Regions from separate parts of the Mus musculus genome. Here region 1 is linked to region 2. Evidence: chromatin contacts called from public HiChIP or PLAC-seq data. All regions are on one chromosome and are shown on one strand. The core of a region is the stretch at or near the end of the contact, and the rest is flanking DNA. Distances in the headings are between cores, read along the strand shown.

Evidence for each region. HiChIP or PLAC-seq counts read pairs in DNA pulled down with a chosen protein or histone mark.
Region 1: an HNF4G HiChIP or PLAC-seq map of pancreatic cancer cells shows a contact between it and region 2. The contact joins the enhancer-like site here to the promoter of Serp2 in region 2. A contact is called at or near these places in 13 of 39 promoter capture datasets (the 3T3-L1 cell line, the C10 cell line, the HPC-7 cell line and 7 more), 11 of 484 Hi-C or Micro-C datasets (the HL-1 cell line, the HPC-7 cell line, Sertoli cells and 6 more), 8 of 115 datasets of contacts at active chromatin or transcription factors (embryonic forebrain, embryonic hindbrain, embryonic stem cells and 3 more) and 2 of 9 other capture datasets (embryonic stem cells and liver).

The regions. Positions count from the first base shown.
Region 1 is chr14:76,697,638-76,701,069 of GRCm38.p6, reverse strand. No RefSeq gene overlaps it. Among named protein-coding and RNA genes, the nearest start is that of 1700105F02Rik, 22 kb to the right of the region's middle. Within about 2 kb of position 2,014, at least 121 of the 459 cell types and tissues checked have an H3K27ac peak or open chromatin away from gene starts, as enhancers often do. A contact at or near this core is called in the HL-1 cell line, the HPC-7 cell line, embryonic fibroblasts and 4 more, where this site is marked.
Region 2 is chr14:76,555,241-76,558,508 of GRCm38.p6, reverse strand. Serp2 (stress-associated endoplasmic reticulum protein family member 2) reads left to right here and starts at 1,822. Exons shown (of 3, transcript NM_001160326.1): 1 at 1,822-2,078. The coding sequence starts at 1,995.

The DNA.
Region 1 (3,432 bases), core at 765-3,264, 140 kb before region 2:
GAGAGGGAGCTGAGAGTTCTACACACAGATCTGCAGGCAACAGGAAGAGAGGGTGATACTGGGACTGCCTTGGGTCCCCCAAACCCCAAAGCCCACCCACTTCTTTCAACAAGGCCACACCTCCCAATAGTGCCACTCCCTGTGAGCCTGTAGGGGGCCAATTTCAGTCAAACCACCACTTAGAAAATTTTGACACTTTGGACCACAAACCTAGAGGAGTTTTCTAAATAGCATACATGCCCTGCTGTGAACAACGAAGGGCTTATGGATCTCAACTGTTTAAACCTAAAAAGAAGTCATGATGTATCAATGAAAGGGTATATCACTTTTCTATCATTTTCCTCTTTAAAATTGTGATGCTTTAAAGAGACTAGCAAGGAGTAAATATTCAACACAGTGTATTATACTATAATGTATAATGGGAAGTTAACTAAAGTGGCTATTTTCTGGATTTTTGTCTTAAGTCATCCCAAAGGTCCATGTGAAAAAGTTGATCTCCAGATGAGGCAGAAGCCTGATGACAGGGCCATGAGATTAGGGCGTAGTAGAGCCTTTAGGAGGTGGGAGCTGGGGGTGTGTCCTTAGGAGACGCCAGGGAACCTCCCTCACATTCATTTCTTTGTGGTTCTTCTGTTCAGTCACATGCTCCCACCATGATATACTGTCTCACCACAGGACTAAGGCAACTGGATGCATTCATGCTGGAGTCAAACATCTGAAATGGTGTTTTACTAATAATTTCAAAAAAATTATTGCGATAGGAAGATGACTAACACAACATGTGGTTTGGGTTGCTGAGGAGAGTAATATGATGTGTAGACATGAGTAGAATACGTATGTGTAGATACTATCTAGTATATTTATATATTAGATAGTATATATATATATATATATATATATATATATGAAATACATAGACAGTATATGTATATACCAAATGAGTCCCACACAGAAAAAAAAGGAGGGGAAGAAAGTATCAGACTGCATTTGACATTTCTATCAACCCATCCCCCATTCTCCTCATCCCCCTTAAACATAGTCCCCAACAAATTATGCTCAACACTTATTCATATTGAAAATAAAGTGATTAAATTTCAGAGTTCACTCTAGATCAGAGTTGGTAATCTTTGATACTCTCCTTCCCCTGTCACTAAGGAGGGAAGCTTCTGGTGTTTTGTTGTCACTGCTTATTCTGTTTGTGCCATACTATATAGATTAGGCCTCAGATCGTGTACGTAACAGGTAATCAATCAACCAATCAATCAACCACTGAGATTCTTCTTGGTGGTGGTGGTTTTTTTGTTTTGTTTTGTTTTGGGGGGATTTTTTTTTTTTGAGGCAAGGCTTCACAAAGTTGCCTAGATCGGCATCAAACTTTATCCTTTTGAATTTGTTATCCTTCAGCCTTCTGCGTAGCTTAGAGAAGAGGCTGCAAGGCCTCCTCTTCTGAATGACTCTTGACCAAGCTGTTTCCTCAGGGAGCAAGCTGACATCTTCCGGGGGTTGCACATGCTGTTCCTAGGTTCTGAGGAGTGACACAGCCAGTTGTACCCAAGACCCTTGGTACAAAACCATGGTGTAAAGAGGTCTTTCCAGTAGTCCTGTGTCCTCCCTCCCTCCCTCCCTCCCTCCTTCCTTTTTTCCTTCCTTCTCCTTGAGTACGGTAAGAACCCAGGGAGCCTTGGACTTGGGCAAGATTACACCACCTTACATGCACTTACCCTTGAATAGCAAGCTACCCTGCGCAGCCTGTGCCACCTTCCATCCTCTATGGGGCTGTCCATACAGGCCCTCAAGGGCAGCCAGCTACAGACCCACCACTGACTGTGGTAACCATCCCATAGAAACAAAGCACAGTACAGTAAAGTCCTTCTCCATATGCTAAGCAAAGATGTAGTACACTAAGCGAAGCAGCCAGCAGATAATCATTTACTTCAGCCATGACCTTTGTGTTGAAGGTAATTAGAATGATTAAGCACCTGCTGGCTGAGGCGATGTTGAAACTGAAATTCTCTGGGCCTGACTCAAGGCTTTTCAACCTTATTCCCGTTCCTCTCAACCCTATGGGGAGAGCAGGGCTCCTGTCATAACAAACAGGGAAATCCCCATCTCAGGCCTCCTGCCTTGAAACCCTGCACCAGGCCAGTGTTTTCCTTTGTCATTGGAGGTTTGTTTACTTGCTGGGCAAAGAGAAGCCTGCAAGCATGTACTTGAACCCAGTGGAAGCAAAGCTGTAGGGATCAAATAGCACTGGGGGTGGGAGGAACCAAGGCCAAAGGCACCAGCAGAGTCTAATCCCAGAAAGTGGCTGCAGCTGTGCTCCAAGGCTGTCATCCTTTTCTTACTGGAACCCTTGGGATGTTGTTTATTTCCTATCTGGACTTACATGAGCGTGCCAGCCTAGGGTACTAACGTCACGGTGAGGTGAGCTGCCCTCCTTTCATCAATGTTGATTTTCATTTGGACTCCTCCATTTTTGGCAGGACATAGCTCTGCCAACGTTTTTTTGTCTTCTGACCACGGCCTTGAGAACTAACCCCCTCCACCGAGCTCCACCCCAGCTTATCCCCCAGCTTCCCGTGAGAAATCAGAGACTTAAAGATGATCAAGTTCACAGCGATGCTTAATTAAAACTGTTTCTCTTGAATGGACTGGAAGATCCTCTGAGGCCAACAGGAGAGGAGAAGGGAGTAATAGAACTGGGTAGTCTAAAATGTGCAGTGAAAGCTGAGATTTGCAGGCACAGTCACGCAGAAGGCTTGGATTGGCGTGTTTAGACACTGGGAGCCAAATTCTCCCCTTGACTGCACTCTGTGCCTCTTGTCCTTGAGCTAGCGTGGGGGACACACAGTTTCCACCTTTCCAGGATGCAGAAACACACGAGGTCCCCAAGAGATGGAGGCTCCGCCCTTATCGAGCAAGAGGAAGGCAGTGTTACCACAGGAAGCAATTAGTATGAGGCCCCGAATGGGAAGAGTTCCTGGAATCAGAGAGGTGAAGGAGGAAGAAGGAGAGAGGGAGCCAGTGTACTGTCCAGGGAGGCCTGGGAATCCCAAAAGGTCTCAAGTCCGTACTTCTTTTCAATTATTGTCAAAAACAAAAAAAAAAGACCCCAAACAAACATGTACAGGCTTTAAAATGGGACCATGTAAGAACCATGTAAGAATCAGACTTTACTAAAATTCATTGAGAAATTCAAAGATCAGAACACAACAAACCTGAAATTCTAGTGCCTTCCCCTCACACACTTCATCTTTTGCTCAAGGAAGAGATGAGTCTTCAAGACCTGCTTACAAAAGTACCCTACACGTGGAAGACACTCAACAAAGGCCTACTCTAACTCTGAACAACGACTTTGGTTACCATTATTGTACCTAGGCTGTGTTCAAGGAGCTTGTGTGAACACACAAAGTATACGTAGGATGGTAAATA
Region 2 (3,268 bases), core at 573-3,072:
TTGCACAGACTCACCTCCTTCTAGCTCCACCCCACCTCATCCAATCAGAATTCACACACGCTCCAGGCACGAGCTCAGGTCGTTCACAGATAGGCTGACAGGTCCTGACCACAAGGAACAGTCCAGCCTGGCAGGCAGCCCACGCATGCAGCCTCACTGTGCATGCTCTGGCAAGGCAGTAAACAAGTGGGTTTCACGGGTCCTGCAGCCGCACCGCTCCCCACAGTGGTCCTTAAAATCAGGGACCAGAATAGGTCAGACTTAAGTGGTCCTGTGATGTTGGTGGCTGCTCATACTGTTAATGAAGCCAGTAGCTGCTCATTCAAGTGAAGAGATTTCTAACCAGTTGATAGAAGGGTATATTGGCTGGTTTTGTCTAACTTGACCCAAGCTGGAGTCTTCAGAGTGGAAGGAGCCTCCGTTGAGAAATGAGACTATGAGCTCCAGCTGTAAGGCATATTCTTAATTACAGATTGAAGGGGAGGCCCCAGCCCATTGTGGGTGGTGCCATCCCTGAGCAGGTGGGCCCAGATTCTATTAGAAAGCAGGTTGAGCAAGCCAGAAAAAGTAAGCCAGTCAGCAGCACCCTCCACAGCCTCTGCATCAGCTCCTGCTTCCAGGTTTCTGCCCTGCTTGAGTTTCATCCCAACAGAAACTCTAAGATAAACCGTATCCTAAAGAGCTCTTCCTAGCTTTCTACCCACATAAGAAATTCTACCCATACCAGAGCCTATTGAAGCATCCTCCAGGCACAGATAGATAGGATCAGAGATGCATCCGACATATCTGGTCTACACAGCTCTCACTCCTTACCCTTGAGTGCTATTTTGTATTGTCCTAACCCTGGACCACCTCTTCCCACTTCTCCAGATGTCCCTCCTGAGCTCCAAGGAGCCATATTTGTTGAGGAAAGATAAGCGGTTCAGCCCCCACTCCTCCCCTAGCTAAATCTCGGGGTCAGCATCTGGATATTCAAATATTGATTTTTGTCCTTTCACTGCAGAGAAACTCCCAATGCTGTCTGGGAGCTCACACTTAGTACCCCATAGAACAGGGATGCCTGAAGGTCCAAGATGCCCCAAGACAGTAGTGGTGGTGGGGCAGTGGGGGATAAGAGTCCAAGCCTGGTCAACACTTTGGTTATGGGCAGTGGCCATCCATTCTTCCTGTACTGTAGGCTCATGAACCCTTTGCCCTCTATGCACTCAGTGGTTTCTGGGGCAATCTGCTAGTGTGATGACCACCACTGCCAAGGTGAGGTCTGGTCCAACTCCACCCTCATCCACATTTTTCAGGGACCAGAAAGAGGCTTCTTGGCTCTTCGTCCCATGTCACAAAGGGTCTCTTTTTGCACAACCCAACTTGCCAAGTGGGGTTTCCTCAGACACCTAAAGGGCAGGTTCTTTTGGGGTGTTTCCCAACAGTACTACCCAAACCTGGCCAGGCTCAGCTCTGAGACTCAGCGCTCGATGCCTAGGGTCTAGCCTTCAGCTTGAAGCACCAGCGCCCCAATCCCTGCCTGTCCCGAGGTGGTCAGGAAACAGTCAGAGGTCACCAGGCTGGGTGCGGCTGCGTCCCCACCCCCCACGCACGCACAAACGCCGGGTCGCCCGAACCCTATGCCCCGCAGCGTTCGATCTCAGGACCCGGACACCCCGGGCCACGGTGCCCTTGGGCTTGGCGCGCGGCGCTGTGTCAGCGCCCGCCTCTCGCTTCCCGCCTCCTGCCTCGGTGGCCGCGCAGGGTAGGTAGCTGGGGGGACCGGAAGGATGGCGAGGAAGTCGGAGAGGGTTTCCTGAGATGAGAGATTACTTCCGTCCGCGCGCTGGCCTCTCTCTGGAGCCGGCTGGCTGGGGCTCCGGGAGCGGGGTGCGCGGGGCTCGGCCGTGCCTTGCCACCTGCAGCGCCCGGGCAAGCCGCGGGGCGCTGCGGCTACGGCTCACCCCGGCCATCGTTGCAGGTGGGAGTCGAGAGCATCCCCAAGCGCCCAAGCCATGGTGGCCAAACAGCGGATCCGGATGGCTAACGAGAAGCACAGCAAAAACATCACCCAGAGGGGAAACGTAGCCAAAACCCTGGTAAGGCGGGGGCGGCGCCGGCCGGGCCGAGCTGGCAGGACCCGCGGGGCGGAGCGGGGCGGGGCGGGCGGGCCGTGGGCTCGGAGCCAGGCCTCCCGGCCCCTCCTCCGGGGTCCCGCAGGCTGGGGGACCCAGCGGGGCTCTGGGGGGCGCAGACTGCTCTGCTTTCTCGTGGGCGGAGAGGGCTCTGGTTGGTGGAGACTCCCCAAGAGAAGGAGCCATCGTCCTTGAAAAAGGCTAAAAGCTGCATCTTAGGGGCCAGTGAAGCCAACTGGGCTGGGAGCCTACTAAGTGAATGAATGAACGAAAGGATGAACGAATGATAGAATGCCACTTATCCACAGCTTCCAGGCTCCGCCCCTGGACTCTCTCCCCACCCCCATGCTAAGATTTTTCTTTCCACCCTTTTTGTGATCGTCTGTCTCTTCTCCCTGTGTGTGTGTGTGTGTGTGTGTGTGTGTGTGTGTGTGTGTACATATATATTATATATATGGTATAAAAGTAGGGCGTGAGATTCCGAGCTACATTTCTCTTCACCCTCCTCTTTCTCTTGCAAACTGAAGCCGCCTCAGCCAAAGCTGAGTGCATCGTTACTGCCTATAATTCACCGTATGGATTCTGGCGCATTATGATGCTGTAACTGTAGCGACCAGCTTAGTGCCCGAGGTTCTTTGCTCCCAGACTGTGTATTAAAGCTTTACCCCTGGAATCTTAAGTAAACTGTGTACCTTAAGTGCAGAGATTTCCTTTAGGAAACCAAGTTATCTGCTCCAGAAAATGTCAGGCCTGTGACTTTGAACCATCCAAGGCTTGTGTGGGTTTGCATCGTTGCGAAGAACTGGTTTGCAAAGGCGCCTGGAATCTATTAGCCCATACGATTATGGGGAAGTCCAGCCGAAGCTTGGGTTTGTCTGGAAACGCAGACTTGATGAGGCAATGCCTTTTAGCAAAGAAATTATGTTGGTTTGATTAACTGAGGGGAAAAGCTGGCTGTGTAGTCATCACACCGGAATTCTTGTTAAACCAAGCAGAATTGTGGCAGAGAAGCCATGGCGTCAAACTACTCAGAGCTTTGTACACAGCCCCAGGCTGAGGTAACCCTTAAAATTCCTTCTTTTGGGGAACTAGAGCATTTAGCTATGATTGGAGGGGACAAAATGCCAAGGCGCCATAGAATGGGAACCATATTT